7 separate regions of the Mus musculus genome follow, and regions 1, 3, 4, 5, 6 and 7 are each linked to region 2. A link is a contact called in public promoter capture Hi-C data. All regions are on one chromosome and are shown on one strand. The core of a region is the stretch at or near the end of the contact, and the rest is flanking DNA. Distances in the headings are between cores, read along the strand shown. Region 1 holds the start of Kpnb1 (karyopherin (importin) beta 1). Region 2 holds the start of Casc3 (cancer susceptibility candidate 3). Region 3 holds the start of Hap1 (huntingtin-associated protein 1). Region 4 holds the start of Nt5c3b (5'-nucleotidase, cytosolic IIIB). Region 5 holds the start of Fkbp10 (FK506 binding protein 10). Region 6 holds the start of Acly (ATP citrate lyase). Region 7 holds the start of Ttc25 (tetratricopeptide repeat domain 25).

Region 1 (2,700 bases), core at 23-2,522, 1.6 Mb before region 2:
ATCCCACATTTTCCTATACAAAAGTCAGTCACTTTTTCTTTTCTCAAATGTACTTCTTAAATCCGAAAGTATGAAAAACGGGGTTACATTTGTGATTTATCAGAGAATAGGCTCAATCTCAGAAATGAGCCTCAGCCTGAGATCCTTAAAGATGAGTTCTCTGAAAACCTAAGTCCAAACAGAACATTCGTGCACTTAGACCAGGAATGGGATAATAATGGGCAAGAAAAAGAAAAAAATTGTGGCAATGGGTCCAGAGGTGGTCGGGTGCCAGGCGTGGCCATGAGCACAGACCAAGGGAGCTGGGGAAGGGTAGGGCTCTGGGAAGTAGTTGCATACTGCCTCAAAACCAGGGGACAGGAAGGAGAGGCCGGCCGCAGCCAGTACAAGGCAGGCGGCAGGGCGCAGAGCTTCCACATGGCCCCTAGGCCCGGCTCCCCAACCCCCACCCTTGCTGAACACGCAGCGCCATGCAACCTAACTTCCCTTCCCTCCCTCTTTCTCCCTCCCGCAGCACCGCCGCCCTCAGGCCGCGTGGCGATTGGACGGCGATCACCCCGGCGCGCCTCGCTATTGGCCAGACGCGGGGCTCGGGGCGGGACACACCCACCGGCTTCCCGATGGCGGGGTTAGGTTGGGCCGGGCGGGGGGGTAGGGGGACGAGCTGGGGCGGGGTGGGTTCCTGAGGCCTGGGCCTCCAGGAGGGCGGGAAGGGCCGCACGCAGGGATGGGGACGCGGCGGGATGGGGCGCGGCGGGGCGGCACGCACCAGATTCTCCACGGCCGCACGCTCGAGGAACTTCTGCGCCGCTTCCAGCTCCAGCCGATCTGCCGGGAGAGATGGGGGGAGAGGCAGCGGGGTCAGAGGGGCCACCCCCTCCCCCACCCCGGTCACCTCGGCCCGACCCCCCGGCCCCGAGTCCTACCCGGAGACACGGTCTTCTCGAGGATGGTTATGAGCTCCATGGCGGAGGTGACGGCGGCGGGGACTCCTCGCAAGACGGCGGCCCGGCCTGTCGGGCGGCGGCTCCGACTGGGGATGGGGGTTGGGGGTCGGGTGGGAAGGGAGGGTGGGGTGGGGGGTGGGGGTCACCACAAGCCCATTCACCGGCTGCCTCTGGCCAGGCGCTCCGGCTCCCCTTCCTCCCCGCTCTCCTTCCTTCCTTCCGCCCTCCTAATGTGCTAGGCGGCAGCAGCTGCTCCTCTGGCGGCGGGGGAGGGACCCCGGGGGCAGCTCGGAGCGCGGCTGCTGCTCGGGCGGCGGAGGGAGAAAGGAAGGGCGGCAGTGAGTGAGTGAGAGGCGGATCGCAGGGAGGGAGAGAGATCGAGGGAGGGAGGCGGAGGGATATCCTTGCCGGACCTCTCCGCGGCGGCACCGCGCTGCCCAGCGATTGGCTACGGCCGGGGCCACGCGGAACCCCCGATTGGCCGGACGGCTAGCGTTGAAGGGCCGCCACGCGCCCATTGGCCTGCGGGCTTCAAGGTCCGGTTGGCTGGGCGGGCAGCGGGATGGGGCGTGCTTATTGGTCGAGGGGAGGGGCTCTGGGGTGGGGCAGGTAAGAGCGCGCCGCTGATTGGGCTGGCCCGGTAAAGGCCTTCGGGCTCAGCCCGGCTGTGCGCGGGGAGAAGGGTGGGCGGAAGGTAAAGGCTCCAGGCGCGTCGGATTGGCTGGGATCCTGGACGTTGATAGGACGGGGCGCCGGGAGAACTGAAGCGAGGAGTTCGGGGTCGCCGCCGCGCGGAAAGGCGGGAGGCGCCCAGGCTCTTAGGAGTCTGGCGCGGAGCACGACGGGACGCCTCCGGGGTGGGGCGGAGCTGCGCGCGAGTGGCTCGGACTGCGCGCTACGGAGAGCCGTCACTCGCCGCGGTGTACGGAAAGCGAGCCTTTCGCGGGCCTCGGAGGGGGCGGGGACGGGAACCGTTAAAGTCCTGCGCCGCGCCCACAGGAAGCTGCCTTCATGGTGAGGTCGGCTTGCTGCCGCGCTCTGTGCGGAACCGGACCATGAGAACCACGTGGTTCACCTTCCAACGTGCGGATTTGCAAACTGAAGCCCAGAGAGAGAGTGGAGCCTGTCCAAGGTCACACAGCCCATTCCAGACTCGAGCAGAGCTGGCTTCAGGCGCCCCTAATTGCCCTTGGAGACCCCGTCGGGGCCCTGGACTGTTAACAAAGTTTCGCGGAGGCGCGTCCTTAGACCACTTAGCAGTTCCCATAAAGCTTTGATGTCCAGACTTCGTTTACAAGATCTGTGTAGTATTATATAAAGAACGTGTGCATTGACGAGCTGTAGCGACACACCTGCCATCTCAGTATCCCGAAGCCTGAACTACAGTCTGAGATCTTGTTTCAAAAACAAAAAACAAATACAACAAACAAGATAAAAATACGTTGCATATAGTTGCTTAACATTCCCCTCCCCTCATTTGGATACCCAGCTGCAAGTCATGGGGGGATTAGGAGCATATGGGTCAAAATAGCATGTAAATTGTATTGTTTTTAAGGTGTAAAGAAATTGCCCTACACTAGCCACACTTTGGAAACTTGGGATTTAGTGTTCTCTGAAACACTTAAAGTCATAGCCTCGTGGGGTTTTTTAATTGTGTGTATTTTCTGCCTGTAATGTATGTTTCCAATGGCTTCATGTATAGATATGTTCTGAATACTTCCACATCTTATCCTGATTTTAAGAAAGATTTTTT
Region 2 (2,700 bases), core at 102-2,601:
AAAAAACAAAAGAAAGTAGGATCCAGAGCAGGATTACAGGTATTGTCCCCTCATAGCCTGCATCTGGGGAGGCTGAAGCTGGTGGGTCCCGAGTGATGAAAAGGCTAGCTTGAGGTCATAGATTTTCTTAAAAAAAAAAAAAAAAAAGAAAAAAGAAAAAAAACATCCCAAGCTGGATTCCGACCAAACAACTAAAGGACAAAGTGGCATGCTATCCTTGTCCTTATTTAGACACTCAACTTGGCAGTCTTGCTGCACCATTTTAGATTGTGATGGATAAGATTCTTATGCCTTTCACACTTATTAAATCATGCATCCTCCATTTTGAGTTCAGGCAGTTGTTTCTGGAGCTGAACTCCATGATACATTTGGCCACCTGTCACCAGTTGAATCAGTCCCTGCAGACAGTCATGATTCCTTGGAGTCTCATACTGTTTATAGATCTGGTAAGCAGTGGGGACCTTTAGCTATTTATGAAAACAGCTCAGAGTCCTCTTAACTCATCTATTTGATGTATATTAACAATATGCAGTAATAAATTAGCTTACAAACTATATGTTGCTGCAAGGTAGTTGTGCTGAGTTTTCTTTCACTGCTGATAAATGCATACCCAAAGCATTCTCTGTAGAGTAACAATGCACCAGGATTTGAAACTAATACCTCGAGACATTGAAGGGGCAGAGAGGGTCCAAAACTAGCCTCTTAACTAGTCAAGGGTGATCCAGCTCTGATGTTTTAAAAGCATAGTAAGACTAGTGTCCTTCCAACCTTCAGTTCTCAAAATGAGATAACTAGGTTAGGAAGACACATGGAGAAAGGAGATTTTGAATACACCCAGGAAACACCGCAATACTAAGTTCTGTCCCCACTGCAGTTTCTCCTTTCCCCTAAATTTAGACTGAGGTGAAGAGCTGGCAACTGACGCAGGACTAAAGGCTTTTTCACCTGGACTCGTGATTTTTAACCATGCGAAGGAATACAGTAAAATGTTCTGTATAGAATTCAGGGGAAAGCGAGCAATGGAAAACGAAAATCATGCAATTGCTCCAACGTCGCACTGGAGCTAGAAGAGCTCGAAACCCTCCCCAAGGAAAGTCCAAGATGGCCGAGCTAAGAACCCGAAGAGGATGCAATAGCCCCGCTCCCAGGCGCCCTCCGCCCGCCGGGGCTAGGGGTGTGGGGGTGTGGGGAAATAAAGCGCTAGGCCACGCCTCCTTACATCACCGACAGACGTCATCTCGCTCTCCAGAAAACGTGCCGCAGGGTGCAGGCCCCGCCCCGCGGAAAGAAGGGCGGCCCTCCCTGGACGTGAAGCACGCTGGGACTCCGGAGTCTCGAGCTTCCCGGCAGCCTCCGCGGCGGGCGTGGTGCGTAAGGAGCTGACCAGCGGTGGCCGTTCTCCGTAAGATGGCGGACCGGCGGCGGCAGCGCGCTTCCCAGGACACGGAGGACGAGGAATCCGGGGCTTCGGGTTCCGACAGCGGCTCTCCGGCGCGGGGCGGCGGCAGCTGCAGCGGGAGCGTCGGAGGCGGCGGCAGTGGCTCGCTGCCTTCTCAGCGCGGCGGCCGCGGCGGGGGCCTTCACCTGCGGCGGGTGGAGAGCGGGGGCGCCAAGAGCGCCGAGGAGTCTGAGTGTGTGAGTGAGCGGCGGGCGGTCCAGGGCGGCGACCCGGCAGGGGGCGGGCTGGAGATGCTGTGAGATGCCGGGCCTCCTCTTAGAGGGAAAGAAAGGTTGTCCCGCTGCGAATCTGCATCCACCCAGAGCCCCGGGGAAGGAGGACTGGGTGGTTTCTGAGCTCAGGGCGTGCAATGTTTACACGGAAACTGGGGCTGGGATGTAGAGAACCGCCATTCTCGATGTGACTTCTGAAGATTTATCTTGCCCCATATTCCTACCCAACCATCTGTGTTGATTCTTCAGTCGTCCCTCACGGTTATCTGCGGGTGGGCTCCCCGCGTCTGGAAATCACCAACTCTAACCTGTGTGATCTTCTTCCTCCCAGGAGAGTGAAGATGGCATGGAAGGAGATGGTGAGTAATTTTACTTTATCTTGAATTCTTGTGGATGTAAATTAAGGCCATGTATATCTTACACTGGGTCTTTCTCGGTTTGTTAGGGGTTTTTGGAGAGCGTTCCCCGGGAGTGGCGTTTGTGTCATGGTGATGATGAGCATGCTTGTTTGGTTTGGTTCCTTTTTGGAAGGTGACAGATTGAGTGCACTGTGGTGACTTAGAATAACACCTGACAACAGCATAGTTTTTCGTCAGTGTGGTCCCAAAGTTCTCCATCTGTCAACAGAAACTATAATTTTATCTGCCCCAGAAAGTTGCTGCGTCCACAAATTAAGTGAGGATGTTTGCCTGGCCCAAAACGAACTGTCAGAAATGTAGTAACAAACGTTTATGTTATTACATATCACATAATTTGTCTTTTCCTTTCAGCTGTTCTTTCCGATTATGAAAGTGCAGAAGATTCAGAAGTGAGTGTGATAGATTCTTTTTCCTTATGGCGTAAGTCAGAAAATGTCTCTTTAAAAAAACCTCTAGCTGTGTGGTACAAAAATTCCCTGACTTGCTTCTCTTATACATTCTTCTCGTGTGCTTTTAAAAGTCTGTTAGAAGTCTGGTGATGGTGGCACATGTCTTTAATTCCAGCCTTGCCCGGTTAATGACTGCAACTTGAAGCCACACCTCTTGAAGG
Region 3 (2,700 bases), core at 194-2,693, 1.5 Mb after region 2:
TGACATCATCTTCGGTGATCTTCTTCGTGGGTGGTGGATTAGGACACAACGCTGCAGGAGGAAAGGCCCAAGTGGGTCAGGGAAAGGAGCCGAGGCTGCCCATAGACCACTACACCCCTCACAACAAAGATTGTGAGACTGCACTCCATCTGGCCCTAACACCCTCTCCACAGCTCCGGATCTCCCCACTCCTGCTTTCTCAGGAGGGGCCTGGATGCTGTAAAGGCAAAACCATCCTCTGGGCTCAGGAACTGGACTCTCAAGACCCCTGGGTCTCTGGGCCCCTCGAGATAAGAAGTCAGGGAAAATACTGGGCTCATCATGCCCACCCCCAATCGGCATCTTAGCCATCACTGGAGTCTCCTCGATCATAAAAACAAATGCAGTCACCCATCCTAAACCTGTTGCTTGTCACAGGAGGGCCAAGTAGACTTCTTCAGCACCCAGAAGCGGGCACCTGAGCCTAAAATTGCCCCCGCCCAGAAGAGGAGGGACAGAAGCCCAGTGCCCCGCCCACTCCTCCCTCTTCATTCCAGCTTCGGAAAAGTACGACCCAGACCCCCTGAGGACAAGTAGTGGTCAAAGGCTCCCCTACACACACACCTCTACCCACCCACGCAGGCTGGTTCCTGCGGGCTAGCGCAGGCTCAAAGCGCACCCGCAGCCCCCGCCCCTCTGCTGGCACTGCGGTAGACGGGGAGGGGGCACTGAGAGTGCGCAGATCTGCCACAGCAACAGGCGCGAAGAGGCGGGCGGAGAGCGCGAGAGAGCTCTGGACCTGACGCACCCACAATAATCGGGAAACCGGAAAAGGGGGGGGGGGAGATGGGGAAAGAGAAACCAAACCGGCACCGCAGACTGTGGTCTCGCGGGGGTGGTGGAAAGGTGGAACTAAGAGCCACAAGGGGGCGGGGCGCCTGAGTCGGTGCACCCCCTCCTACCTGGAGATGCCCAAATAGTGCCCAATGCGGGATCCCCGAGACTCAGTTTACCTTCCTGCAGCTCTCGAATAAACGCCGCACGCTCAGGGCCGGACACGCCGGGCCTCCGGCCGATGTACGCGGCTGGTGTCTTCCAGATTCCCTCGGCCTTTCCAGTGCCCAGGCCAGTGGCCCGGGGACCGTAAGGCCCCTGGAATACGTAGCGGGTCCATGGTGCGTCCGAATCACCAATGATCATGGACCGACAAAAGCTTCCTGTCTTGGTTCGGGATCCTGATTTTTGTCCGGACCCGGTTCCCTGCGCTGGAGCAGGTTTGGGCTCCGCCGAGGGCTCCGGAGCGGGACCAACTGCAGGCTGGGTCGTGGGGGTGCCTGCTGCTGGGTCCCCCGACCCTGTCCCGTCTCCCGCACCGCTCTGCACCTGCTCTTTCGGGCGCATCTTGACTCCGCAGTCCGCTGCCGCAGCCGGGGCTTTATAACCTGTGCTCGGAGCGGGCTCCACTGGGCTGTACCACGCGTGGCGCTAGGGGTGACCGTTGATCAGTTAGTGGTGCCGAGGACTCAGGATCCTGCAAGAAAGCAGCCAGTGGTGACGAGATAGGAAGTAAATAAAAGAAGAAGAAAGAAAGAGATGAACTAGTGCCTAGCTTATTCCGTGGGGTCGAGTCCACGGTGATGGATTTCTCTTCCCTTCCATCTTCTGAGAATGGTTCTGTCCAAAGCCGCCGCTTCCCTGGACTTGAGTAGAGGGACCCGTAGCTTCTGCCTAGAAACAACCCCCCCTTCAGCCCCCCGCGCGCGCTCCCGCCACCCCAGCTTCCAGGGGCTTTCTGTGTTGCCCTACCCAACATTGTGTACAGACCGAGGTGACCTGAGAATCGAGGCAGTACGCCTGTGCCTTCCCAGGTAGACTAAGCGAGAAATCCAAACTCCGGTATGGCTTTCAACGTGTTGCGTGTCATCCACAGGTCCCTCTCACTCTCGCGCTCGCCCCTGGACGTCTTCCATCTTAGTGCGTTCACTCGTTCTTTATTTCCAACCCTAATTCTCAAGCCCTACAGTCCAAGCAAGCACCTGTTCTGTTCTTCAAACATTCCAAAAAGAACATCTTCGGAGGGGATCCTGCTTAAATGTTTCGCTGTGACGACTCTTCAAGATCCCCGTGTACACACACACACACACACACACACACACACACACACACACACCAAAACATCCGTTATCCCAGGGTCTGAACTGATCGATGTCGGTCTCCACGACTTTACCCGTGCTCTTCAGCTCATGGACGGACGTATGCTCCCCAGAAAAATGGCTACTTTGGAAGCTGGCTCTCAGTCCTGAATGAACTGGTTTAAGGGGTGGGAGCTAGGGAGGGCAGTAGCCATTTCTGTGCTTTTAGACTGGGAGACAGGCTAAAGGGAGATGGATGACTCATGGACTCAAGTCTCAAAATCGTTCTTGATGTTCTCCATTCTCCACCATCCTCCAGTGGACAAGGCTATTGACTTTACGTTTTTTAAAATATTTATTTATTTATTTTTTATATCTGGTGTATGAAGGTGTCCATGTCAACATCAGTTGTTGTCCGTCCCTTGCCACCTTATTTTTTGAGACAAGGTTCCTCACTGAATCTGGAGTTCAGCACTTTGACTAGACTGTCTGGCCAGCGATTCCCCAAGACATCCACTTAACTCCACCCTACCCCTCAGCCCCGGGGTTTACAGACAGGTGCCACCATACCAGACCTTCATGTGGATGC
Region 4 (2,700 bases), core at 179-2,678, 1.6 Mb after region 2:
ACCCAGACTCCCTCTGTTTTTGAGATAAGGTCTTCCTATCTATCCTTGTCTGGCTGAGACTTAATATGTAGAGCAGGTTGGCCTCGAACTCACAGAGATCTGCTGCCTCTGCCTTCTGAGTGCTGGGATTAAAGGTGTGCGCCACCAACACCCATGCAGCTTCCTTTTCCTTGCCTAAGTGACCTTGAACTCTTTCTGGAATCCAGGCAGCCTCTGAACTTGGGATCCTCCTGTCTCAGCCTCTGGGATTACAGGTCTCCCCACACTGTGTTTAAGGAACGGAGTTTCTTAAGATTTCAGTCCTGGACGCTGTGGTTCAACCCCAGAAGCATACCACAGCCATGTTTGAGCAAAGAAGGGAATGACCCACCTCTTTGCGACAATCCTCACTGATAATTTTGCTGTTATCCAGAATATCTGAAAAAAGAAAACACACACACACACAAGACTCCCTTTATTTGCTCCATAGCAGTTGTCATCTTGAGCCCTACAAGGAAAGCTAAAATGTGACTTACTGTGGGAAGAAGGGCATCGCTGTCCATTGTAAGCAAATCTGCTCAGGGTCATGTCAAAATCGGAAATCACCTAAGAGACAAAGGGCGGATGATGGTGGTTGACTAGGTTGACTGACTAGGTTGACTAGGTTGACTGACTAGGTTGACTAGGTTGACTAGGTACTGGTCTATCCTGGCCCTTGCCTCAGCCTGGGGTAGCGGAGGAAGTCTAACCAAGCTGCAGCAAAGCCTTTGCAAGGTTAGGGAGAGACAGAAGAAAGAAGGAAAAAAGTGACATCCTGTGTCAGGACACGAGTTAACCCTGAAGAAAACAAAGTCCCCCAAATGTGGGGGTGACTTTCTGTGGCATCTTTATACACTGGTTCTTTCTTAAGGTGCCTTCCGACCTTTGTGGATCTCCCTTATCTTCGACTGGGGGAGGGAGGGGGGCCTCCACCCACTTGCTTTCTAAAACCAAGCGGCAGGAAAAGGGTCACATCTGACTACTCTGAAAGTTGGCTACTGGGGGAGGTAGGCTCTTTCCCGAGGTGAACCAATCTGTTTGTCCATGACCACCCTAGGGCGCAGGCTCGCAGAGCGCGAACCCCAGTTGGCGGGAAGGCCGCAGGGCAGGCACCCTCCCGCCCTACCCCAAGCCCCGGTACCTGCAGGCGGTCTCCTCCGCCCCTGCGAAGGGCGCCCACAATTTCCTGCACCCGTCCGGGCTGCCGCATCAGGACCGTGGCCTTCATCAGGCTGCTTACCTGTCGTGAGACCCAAGAGACCCGCTGACCCGAGAGCCGCGATGGGCATCAGGACAGCTGGGTCTCTCCGCACCCGCGATCCCGCCACGCGGGACCGTCCCCGCCCGTGGCCTCACCTCCTCCGCCATCACGCCGCTGGCCTGGTGGGCGGCCCCGAAGACAGCGCCCGCCTTACAGCCACACTGCGCAGGCGTCGCCTCGCACTAGTCGCGTCGGTCTAGGAGCTGCAGGCCGTTTCCAGGCTGGCTCCGGATACTGGCAGGAGAAGCAAGAGTGGGGAGTGCGGGGGTGTGTGGGGGAAGATGGTCTACTGTGTGTGGGGGTGGGGGAACGTTGGGGGGCGAGGGGGGGGAGTACCAAGACGCTGGGGTCCTGTATGTGGGCTGGCTGTCATGAGGCTTTGGTGTGTATGGGCGCCTGTCACTCACTCTTTCTGGAACACAAATGCAATCTTTACTGGGGTTGGGGGTCACTGCTTAGTGAGAGAGTTCTTGCCTGCAGGTATGAGGCCCTGAATTTCATCCCCTGCATTGCAAAGAACAACCCACTAGGTATTCAAGTGCATTTTGGACAGGGGGTGTATCCAGGAGACACTTCCCTAACTGGCTCTTCATCAGCACCACAAGCAAAGTAAGGCAGTAAGGCATCTCAGGGGCTGGAAGACCCTGGCCAGCATGATATTTGATCAGCTCTGCTTCTGCCTCTGCACCCATGGGGAGCCCAGAGAGAGCTTTGGAAGGATGCTGCAGGGAGGTGGGGACCCAACCTGAAGATGCAACAAGCAGCAGACTCAGTAAAGGCTCAATTGTGTTGGTGGTCACAGTTCTGCCCTAGGTCTGAGGTCGAGGAAAGAGATGTGGGGTGGTCTACCTGTATGTTCTGGGGGGAGGGGGAGGAAAAGAAGGGGCAAGAAGGGGGTTCCAGAACCTGAGAGCACAATCCTGAGTGATCTCACTGCCCAGGATTCTGGAACTTGGGCTGCCTGATGGTCCCTATATGAAAGATGTAGTAGGGAAAAGGAGCGACAGCTGGCTAAAGGGGCCCCCCATAACCCTCCCCAACACCCCAGGAGAGCAGCCTCTCTCCCCTGGTCCCAAGGAGCCATGGAGATGGAGAGCACCGCTGCCTCCACCCGGTTCCACCAGCCTCACATGGAAAGAAAGATGAGTGCAATGACCTGTGAGATCTTCAACGAGCTCCGGCTTGAGGGCAAGCTCTGCGACGTGGTCATCAAAGTCAATGGCTTCGAGTTCAATGCCCACAAGAACATCCTCTGTAGCTGCAGCTCCTACTTTAGGTACACCGGAGGGGGGGGGGGAAGCTGAGCCGTGTCTCCCATCACTGAGGCTCTGTGTTTGTTTATAACTGGTTTGAGCTGTTCTCAAGTCTAAGCTTTGTAGGTTGACAGCATGCCATTGCAGCGTTAAAAAAAAAAGTTGGAC
Region 5 (2,700 bases), core at 185-2,684, 1.6 Mb after region 2:
GAAAGGCGGGCAGCGTCTTCTTGCAGCGCCGCAGGCAGGCGGCGCGCTCCAGGACGTGACCGAAGAGCCGCAGCTCGCGAGCCCAGTCCTCGCCATCGCCGTCGTGGTCGCCGTCCGGGCCGGACGCGGGCCGAGGCTGAGAGGTGGCGGGGCCACTACAGTTGGCGTGGCAGAAGGCCTCGCTGTCGCGCAGCAGCCGGTGCAGCCGCAGCGCCGCCTCCAGGTAGCGCGCGCTCTCGCGCCAGCTTTCGCCTTCGTATTGCTCCAGAGCGTGGCCGTAGGCCGTGGCCAGTGGCATCAGGTCCTCCGGAGGGAATCCTCGGAAGCTGTATTTCTCGTACTGGGCCCCGGCGCTGCCCAGCAGCAGCCACAGCAGCCCCCACGCCCCGCGAGCCATGCCCGCACCGCGCCCGGAGGCTTACGGAGCAGCCGGCGACCGTCGGGCTCCAGCCAGCTCGGGCTCCAGCCCAGCCCACCCCCAACCCCCGGAGCTCCTGCTGGGTCTTAGCGCCGGGCCCTAGGCTAGAGCCGGGAGGCTGGAATGCCTCTCTAGGACCGTCAGTTGACGCTCGAGTCCACTACGTGGGCTGGCCCTCGACCACTAGCAATGCTTACACCACCACTGGCCCTCCCTGGCAGACACGGGTGGGTGGGGCTACGTTTCACGCCCAGAAAGCCCCTCCCCACAGCAGTGTCGTCCCCCCCCCCCCCCTTAAGTGCCACCTCTGTCCTTTGCGTAGGCAAAGTGGACGAAGTCACATAATCTGGTCTTTTTCTCCTCGAGTCTCCTCTGCTCCCCCTAGGTGGCCCGGTAAACACCCGCGCTGACGTCGAGGCGTACACACCTCTTGTTACCCCGCACACCTAGCACTGACACCATCAGCCTCCCGCCGGAGCAAGATTCCTGTGTCTTCAGTGCAGCCAGGCTTTTGCAGGACAAAACAACCTTTCACCTAGAGAACATTCTCCCTAACCCCCCTTTCCTCTAACCTTTCGCGGGAGGAGAGTTGGGGCGGGTGTGTGTGTGTGTGTGTGTGTGTGTGTGTGTGTGTGTAGAACTGAAATAGCCCTCAGATTACAGCCTCACCTGCACCAGAAGGGGCCTAGATTTGGGGTGCCAGGGAAAGCTAGAGATTCCTCCAACAGGCTTTAGGACCCAGAGACTCTGGAAAAAACTTTTTCATTTTGGAAGTCCACTCCAACTTCTCATCTTTCCCGAACCTCCCTCTGGGCCAGGCCCCGGGTCTCAGTCCCGGATGGAGTTTTGGGGGAGGGAGACTCAGAGATCTTTGTGGCAAATTCCTTGGACTCCAGAGACTCTCAACCTGGCCCCCACCTCCTAGTTCACCATAAAACATCACCCTGCCCGGCCAGCTCATTCTCCCCAGCCCCCATTCCACGTGGACCCGCCAGGGCGGGGTGGGGAGAGAGGACAGGAAGGGGGGGAGTCAGCTCTGAGAGGAGGGGGAAGGAGGCTAGCGGCTGGCGTCCGCTCTCACTGCCGGCGTCCCTGGTCTGGGCACCATGTTCCTTGTGGGGTCCTCCAGCCACACCCTCCATCGGCTCCGCATACTGCCGTTGCTGTTGCTTCTACAGACCTTGGAGAGGGGACTGGGCCGTGCCAGCCCGGCCGGAGCCCCCTTGGAAGATGTGGTCATCGAGAGATACCACATCCCTCGGGCCTGTCCCCGAGAAGTGCAGATGGGGGATTTTGTGCGTTACCACTACAATGGCACTTTCGAAGACGGGAAAAAGTTTGACTCCAGGTAAGAGCTTGGGCACTCCCGGACTCAGCACCACTTTCCTGAGCTTCCAGAGAATGTTGCCCCTTCTAAGGTTTGCATTCCTGTAGTGCTTTCATAATCCTTTGCCACAAACAGCATCCTGGGGAGAGCACCTCAAAGGATGCCTCCTATCTTCAATACCAAATTTTCAATTCCTAAAATATTCCCGCCCCCGCCCACGACCCCCTCCTAGCCCCCTGGAATATTTGATGCTCAGGTGAAGCGCCACATATACTTACCATAACTTAAACACAAATGGTACCCTGGCACGCAATCTTAGAGGGCAAAGAGACTGTGCCTACTACACGTAAACCCTGAAGTGAGTGGATGGATGGTCTGCCTGGTGCCGCCTCCCTTTGCACACACTCTGGCTCCCTGTCTATTTCTCTCTCCAGTTTTCTATGCCTTTGTGGTTGGAGACTGGAGAAATAACATTTCCTTGAGGGTGTAGGGCCCTAGAGCAGCTAGGGAGGGTCTTAAGCAGAGTGGGCATTATAATTTGGGGGTAGACCATAGCTGGTGCCGTGACCAAACTGTCCACGTGTCACAAAGTCTGACATGCCATCCTGGGGACTCTTAGTGCCTCCTTCTCCAAGCCTCTGGGAACTCAGTTCCTCCATCTTAGCTTTAGCAGCCAACACCACGCTCCAATGCCAGCCTTGGCTTGACGGGACCAGCATCTTCCATTCTGATCCAGGACCTTGGTCGGCCAGACAGATACCCGTTGGTTTTGGGGGGCAGATCAGAGCTGTGTGGCAGCCTCTTTCCAGGCTACAAGGTATACTTCAGGCCCTATCACACTTGAAACTCTACACCACAAAGACAAGTTGCCTTTCGGTCTCCTCTCTGAAATAGACAGTTCAGCCCACAGGCAATTAGTGGTCATGACTCTGGAGGGAGATTTTTTGGTACAGTG
Region 6 (2,700 bases), core at 171-2,670, 1.7 Mb after region 2:
TTAAAGAAGACTCCTCTGGGACCCACTGAGGAGGGTCGACAAAACACTCTCACTTTAAGGGCTGGGGAGGGGGAGGGGATGACAAGCAAGCAATCCCCTATAGCAAAGGAACGGACAGAACTCTTCCGAGTATTCCCTGCTACAGCAGACAGTGTCTAAATAGAGATTAAAAACAGCAGCTACTCTGTCTTCAAGGCCTCCTTTTACTGCCCCCCCCCCCCGCAGAGGGGAGCGTTTAAGCAGCTTTCTAAGAGGTGGAAATGATCTTTCCAGGACAGTTATCTCTCGATAGTAAAGAAACCCGACATGCTGAGCAAAGTTAAAGCGGGGACAGACAGGGTTGGCTGGCAGACTAAAGTGCCTTATGCTGTCCTTTCCAAAATTATGTCAGGAGGGATCCCTCATAGCAGAATTTCAAGACTGAAGAAAGCAGCAAGCTTTGGGGACCAGACCTCTGCCAGGCCTGACAGGAGGTAGAGGTAGGTAGCATCCTTTGCACACACGCGCGCCCGCGCACATACACACACCCTAGGTGCTTGTCTCATCCAGACTCCTGAGCACTCCGACCATCTGTTGTTTGGGGGCTACACCAGTAGGGAGCTCCTTAGCAGGGAGAGCCCATCCAGCGCCGTCGCTCCGGAGCCAAGTCCTCGCAGCAAGGCCTCAGGCACTCTGAAGCAGCACGACCCCGCGTGGCCAGGGCCCGCTCCCTACACTTCGACATAGAGCTTAAGGGATTCACCACAGAACTAACAGGACAGGCCTGCTTGAGTCCGGCTTGCGAGCGGCCGGCGTGGAGAGAGTAGCCACCGCCATCTCTACTACCCGCCCCGGCATCCGGTGGGGAACCCGAATGGGGCCCAAAAAAGTGTCCCAAAAAAAGCCCGACTAGACTCGAGAGCTGGCCCTGGGTGGAGCTGAGAAGAAGCAGGACGCGCAAAGGCAATCCGGAGGAGGGAGAAGTAAGGTCGGTGGCAAGCAATGTGCAAACTCCCAGGAACTAGAATAGGATTGGGAGGGTGTAGACATGCGGCCCGCGGCTGGGGAGAAGACTACTATAAAGCTTAGACCCGCACAAAACTTCCGAGCAGGTGCAGGGAGCGCGCGGGAGCGCCCAGCCAGGGAGCCCGGAGGTGGTTCCGGGTTGGGGGAGGGAAGCAGGAAGCTTAGTGGGTACTGGGGGGTCGCACCCGCGCCTACGACTGCCGTACTCACCTCTTCGAGAAAGCCTGAGTGTGGCTCTCTGTCCGTAAGCACCAGCTCACCCCAACTCTTCGGATCGCTCCAGCCGCCTGCAGCAGCCGGGGATCCGGCTTTTGTTCCGGCCCAAGTGGGCTCCTCCCCGCCCCCCATCAGCTCACAGGCTAAGCAGCCCGGCGATTGGGCACACGCGTTCCCTAGCCTGAGCTCTAGGCTCCTCCCCATTCGCTGCTGTGGTGGCCCCGCCCTCAGGCCTGACCTGGGGCTGATGGGACTTGTAGTCCCGGACGTGGGCGGGGCCGTGGGCGGGGCCTAGGATGGGGAGATGGGCCGGGCGGCTCTAGGAGGAGAACCTACGAGGCTGGGGGCTGTGGCCTGATCGTTTCAGGGGCTGGGCCGGCCAGCCGCCGGGTTGGGTAGCTGAGGGAGGGGGTTGTTGGCCCAAAAGGCTATAGCACTTCTCCCTGGACCTGGCGTCCTCTTCCTCCCTCCCAGGAGAGCAACTGACGTTCTTATCCCAGGCTCTTGTAAGCCGCCACACCAAACCCAGTGCGTTAGACCTGCTTTTGAAAAGCTACGTCTGCTTTCCTTTCACACGTGTCGCCTCTCCGCTCCTGGAACCCTCCCCAGGGAATTTACCAGAGCCAGTCTACACGACCACGCTACACAATCAGACTGTCCGACCTAGGACATAGATTGGAGGAAGGGGTAAACTAGTGAGGCCAGAAGGACGCCAGTCCCAACGCGAGTCCTCTTACAGGCTCACCTGAGCGCGGATCTGGGCGGAGCTGATCATTTATCTGAGATTAAAACTTAGGACTGGGGCCATCCCTGCCCAACCTCTTGCTCCCTCCCCCAACCTCAAACTAAGACACCGAAAGCAATGAACAACCTCCTCTTTTCTGTTACTTGCGAAAGATAGAACATATTTTCCAAACCCAAAACTGGAGCGCCCAGTCTAACAGGTACCCGAGAACTTCTGGGGCAGAATAGATAAATCATAAGGTCCTGGAAATCAGGAATTCACTGCTTCCCTGGAGTGGAAGCCTCTCTTGCTTGTCCCCTAGTCCCAGTATGTCTTCCCAGATGGACCCAGAAACTAACAATTTTCCAGCTCTAGGAAGGAGGCCAGAATCATCCTTTAATCAGCTCAGGTGATGCGTCAGCCCAGGGTGCAGAGAATCTGCATGGCTGTGCCCCTGGCAAAAAACCCTGGGTCAAAAGCTCCCTGCAACAATGTTGCAACACTCTCCTGGGCAAACACTTTCCCAAGGCCCCCCACTCCCAGGCCCTTTTCGGCCAGTCTTTGGATGGCTGAACTTGTAACACCCATTCTTGACCAGCGTGTGCTCCTTTTTTTGTTTGTTTGGGTTTTTTTTTTGTTGTTGTTGTTTTGTTTTTTACGAGACAGGGTTTCTCTGTGTAGCCCTGGCTGTCCTGGAACTCATTTTGTAGACCAGGCTGGCCTCGAACTCAGAAATCCGCCTGCCTCTGCCTCCT
Region 7 (2,700 bases), core at 92-2,591, 1.7 Mb after region 2:
CTCCCCTGTTACTTGGGCTGGCCTTCACCTCACTATGTAACTGAGGCTGCCTTGAACTTGTGGCAATCCTGCTTCAGTCTCTCAAGTGCTAGAATTACAGATGTTGTGCTCATTTGTGTTTATACATTTGCCAGTAAGGACATCTTTTTTAGAGACTGAAAACGGTTTGCTTTGCTCCTACTGTGTGCTGGATTCTGTTCCTAATACATGCCCATTAAGCTGGATCCTGTTTCTGTTTTTGTGTTTGAAACTCGCTGTGTAGCCAGGGCTGGCCTGGAACTTGTTATGGAGACCAGAAAGCCTGTATCTCACAACCAACCTCCTACCTCTGTCTCTGGAGTAAGAAAATTAAAGACCCAGGCCACCAAGCCTGGCTCAGCTGAATTCTGGAAAGACAGTTTAAGACAAGATTCTGGGCTGGAGAGATGGCTCAGGGATTAAGAGCACTGGTGCTCTTGCAGAAGACCCAGGTTTAACTCCTAGCACCCAAGTGGTGGCTCAAAATCATGTATAACTCCAAGACTGTTTTAAAAAACCAATATAGTTGAGGCAGTTAACTGAGCTAGCTATCTAAGATATTATGGGTACTTAGAGGTACTGCTGTGTCTGTGTGGTGTGTGTGTGTGTGTGTGTGTGTGTGAACATGTGTGTGCTTGTGCACATGTGAATGTAGATGCCAGGGGACACTTCAGGAATGCATGTCTTTCTGTCTCTCCAGGGCTGGCTAATACAAGATGGTGCCATCACACTGGGCTGTACCAGGGTTGGGGGAACTGAAACAGAGAGCTGCATGCTTAGCATGCGCTTTACCAACTGAGTTATCCCCACAGCCATTACTCCTGAATGGCTGCAGAATTATGTCAGGCTAGACCTTAGTTTAGACTTGCTATTAGCAAGTGTTCCATAACTATGTGACATTGAAAGCTAAACCCATCACACTTTCCATTGCATTCTCATGCAAATCCTCACGTCCCTGAGGGCTCTATTATTTTCCTGTTCATTTGGCAGGTAGAACGCGTACTTTTCAGTTCCCTAATGTGCTTGGTCAAGGATCACGCAGCTAAGAAGTGACAAGAGAGAAGGCTGCCCAAGCCCTCTGACTCCGGTTCCAAAATTCTCTCTCCTTCCTAATGGGACCTGGAGTGCTTAAGCCTTAATCCTACTTGGAATTTTGCCTCCAATTCTCATTTTCTTGGCTTGCTTTGTCTGCGAGGCTTTCCACGTGGCAACTGGAGGGGAGAAGCAACCTACAAGCAAACAGCGATCACTCTGGAGCGCCAGCGTCCTGCAGCCGCCGGCCACGCGCTCAGCACTTGTCTGACCGGTGTGCGCAGCGTGGCGACACAGGCGCATGAGCACGCTGGGCGGGCTCACCCGGAGGCCTAACACCGCCAGGGGAGGGGAGGGGAGGGACCGGAAGTTAGACTATCTCTCTAGGTTGCTAAGAGACCGGGCTGTCCCAAAACAAGCCGGCGATTCTCCAGCCTCTTTTCCTTTCTGAATCTGCTTCAGAATTTCCAAAAGTAGGGTGACCATGTCGGACGGTGATATCTTAAGAAGCACTTTTCCCTCTTACATGGCAGAGGGGGAGAGGCTTTATCTGTGCGGGGAGTTCACTAAGGCCATTCAAAGCTTTACCAACGTGAGTTGCGCTTTGATCCTATTACTGTGTTGCCTTCCTCTTTTCCCCTCCTCCCTTTCCCTCTCTTCCTCCTCCCCTTCTTCTTTCCCTTCCCCTTCCTTCTCCTCTCCCCTCTTCTTTTTTTCTCTTCTTTCCTCTCTCAACCTCCTCCCCGCCTCCGCTCCTCTTTTGAGATAGACACTTGTTCTGTAGACCAGGGTGGTCTCGAACTACCCCTACTTCCTGAGAGATGACTTCCAATGTGCACCCTCATTCCCAACTTATGATTTGAAAGGAAGGTGCCCTCCTTATGTCCTCTGGAGGCCAACTCCCTATCTTGCAGTTGGCCTCTGGAATGATGGAACCCCAGCTTGCTACCTGGACCCACCACCATTGTGTTGTTGATGAAAGATTTGTGTGTATGTATACCACATGCATGCCTGGTACTTTTGGAAGCCAGAAGAGGGAACTGGATCCCTTGGAACTGGAGTTACAGGCAGTTATGTAGCACCAAATGGGTGCTGGGATCCAGATCTGGGTCCTCTACAGGAATAGTAAGTGCTGTTAACCAATAAATCAACACGATACCACCCCCCACCACACACACACACACACTTCACCACTTAAAGAAAAATATTTGTATGTGATGGGTGTTTTGCCAGCATGCATGGACCACATGCATACTTCCCTCTTAGAGTGTGGAAATGGACTGAGGGGTGTGAGCTGCCATGTAGGTGCTGGGACTTGAACCTGGGTCCTCTGGAAGAGCAGGCAGTCAGTCAGTTAGTGTTCTTAGCTGCTAAAAAATCTCCAGTCCCACCCAATTACCATTTTTTTTTCATCACCAGCAGCCCTGAGGTCCATTTTGTGGATATCATACTCCTGGTTCCCATGATATGCCACTGTCACACATAAACCCTGACTTTTGCCATTTTCTCTTATAGTTTCTCACTAATGCCTGCCAGTTGGAGACATAATGTGACCAATCATTAAATGTTTCATGATTACCTTTCTCTTGATAAATTCAGTCTCCCATCCTTAGCCACAGATTGCCCAAGAAGCTAAATGTAGAAGTCTTT

Evidence for each region. Promoter capture Hi-C pulls out the DNA fragments that hold promoters and counts their contacts.
Region 1: a contact with region 2 is called in a promoter capture Hi-C map of liver, with 2.9 times the contacts expected there. The contact joins the promoter of Kpnb1 here to the promoter of Casc3 in region 2. A contact is called at or near these places in 3 of 39 promoter capture datasets (liver, pre-B cells and second pharyngeal arch cranial neural crest), 1 of 484 Hi-C or Micro-C datasets (B cells) and 1 of 115 datasets of contacts at active chromatin or transcription factors (astrocytes).
Region 3: a contact with region 2 is called in a promoter capture Hi-C map of liver, with 6 times the contacts expected there. The contact joins the promoter of Hap1 here to the promoter of Casc3 in region 2. A contact is called at or near these places in 5 of 39 promoter capture datasets (cranial neural crest, embryonic stem cells, liver and 1 more).
Region 4: a contact with region 2 is called in a promoter capture Hi-C map of liver, with 4 times the contacts expected there. The contact joins the promoter of Nt5c3b here to the promoter of Casc3 in region 2. A contact is called at or near these places in 3 of 39 promoter capture datasets (cranial neural crest, frontonasal cranial neural crest and liver).
Region 5: a contact with region 2 is called in a promoter capture Hi-C map of cranial neural crest. The contact joins the promoter of Fkbp10 here to the promoter of Casc3 in region 2.
Region 6: a promoter capture Hi-C map of second pharyngeal arch cranial neural crest shows a contact between it and region 2, with 6 times the contacts expected there. The contact joins the promoter of Acly here to the promoter of Casc3 in region 2. A contact is called at or near these places in 9 of 39 promoter capture datasets (cranial neural crest, embryonic stem cells, hippocampal neurons and 4 more) and 2 of 115 datasets of contacts at active chromatin or transcription factors (astrocytes and embryonic midbrain).
Region 7: a promoter capture Hi-C map of the C10 cell line shows a contact between it and region 2, with 7 times the contacts expected there. The contact joins the promoter of Ttc25 here to the promoter of Casc3 in region 2. A contact is called at or near these places in 4 of 39 promoter capture datasets (the 3T3-L1 cell line, the C10 cell line, cranial neural crest and 1 more).

What each region holds. Positions count from the first base shown.
Region 1 is chr11:97,186,620-97,189,319 of GRCm38.p6, forward strand. Kpnb1 (karyopherin (importin) beta 1) reads right to left here and starts at 1,273. Exons shown (of 22, transcript NM_008379.3): 1 at 927-1,273; 2 at 770-828. The coding sequence starts at 966.
Region 2 is chr11:98,808,457-98,811,156 of GRCm38.p6, forward strand. Casc3 (cancer susceptibility candidate 3) reads left to right here and starts at 1,352. Exons shown (of 14, transcript NM_138660.2): 1 at 1,352-1,635; 2 at 2,003-2,030; 3 at 2,442-2,479. The coding sequence starts at 1,408. It overlaps Gm12359 (predicted gene 12359), which reads right to left and starts at 1,633. Exons shown (of 3, transcript NR_033551.1): 1 at 1,220-1,633.
Region 3 is chr11:100,354,698-100,357,397 of GRCm38.p6, forward strand. It overlaps Hap1 (huntingtin-associated protein 1), which reads right to left and starts at 1,444. Exons shown (of 13, transcript NM_177981.2): 1 at 993-1,444; 2 at 1-51. The coding sequence starts at 1,380.
Region 4 is chr11:100,439,670-100,442,369 of GRCm38.p6, forward strand. Nt5c3b (5'-nucleotidase, cytosolic IIIB) reads right to left here and starts at 1,429. Exons shown (of 9, transcript NM_001102650.2): 1 at 1,375-1,429; 2 at 1,160-1,258; 3 at 516-585; 4 at 371-417. The coding sequence starts at 1,386. Klhl10 (kelch-like 10) reads left to right here and starts at 2,255. Exons shown (of 5, transcript NM_025727.3): 1 at 2,255-2,555. The coding sequence starts at 2,362.
Region 5 is chr11:100,414,260-100,416,959 of GRCm38.p6, forward strand. It overlaps Fkbp10 (FK506 binding protein 10), which reads left to right and starts at 1,435. Exons shown (of 10, transcript NM_010221.2): 1 at 1,435-1,766. The coding sequence starts at 1,525. It overlaps P3h4 (prolyl 3-hydroxylase family member 4 (non-enzymatic)), which reads right to left and starts at 457. Exons shown (of 8, transcript NM_176830.3): 1 at 1-457. The coding sequence starts at 397.
Region 6 is chr11:100,526,580-100,529,279 of GRCm38.p6, forward strand. It overlaps Acly (ATP citrate lyase), which reads right to left and starts at 1,421. Exons shown (of 28, transcript NM_134037.3): 1 at 1,216-1,421.
Region 7 is chr11:100,544,267-100,546,966 of GRCm38.p6, forward strand. It overlaps Ttc25 (tetratricopeptide repeat domain 25), which reads left to right and starts at 1,342. Exons shown (of 12, transcript NM_028918.3): 1 at 1,342-1,642. The coding sequence starts at 1,535.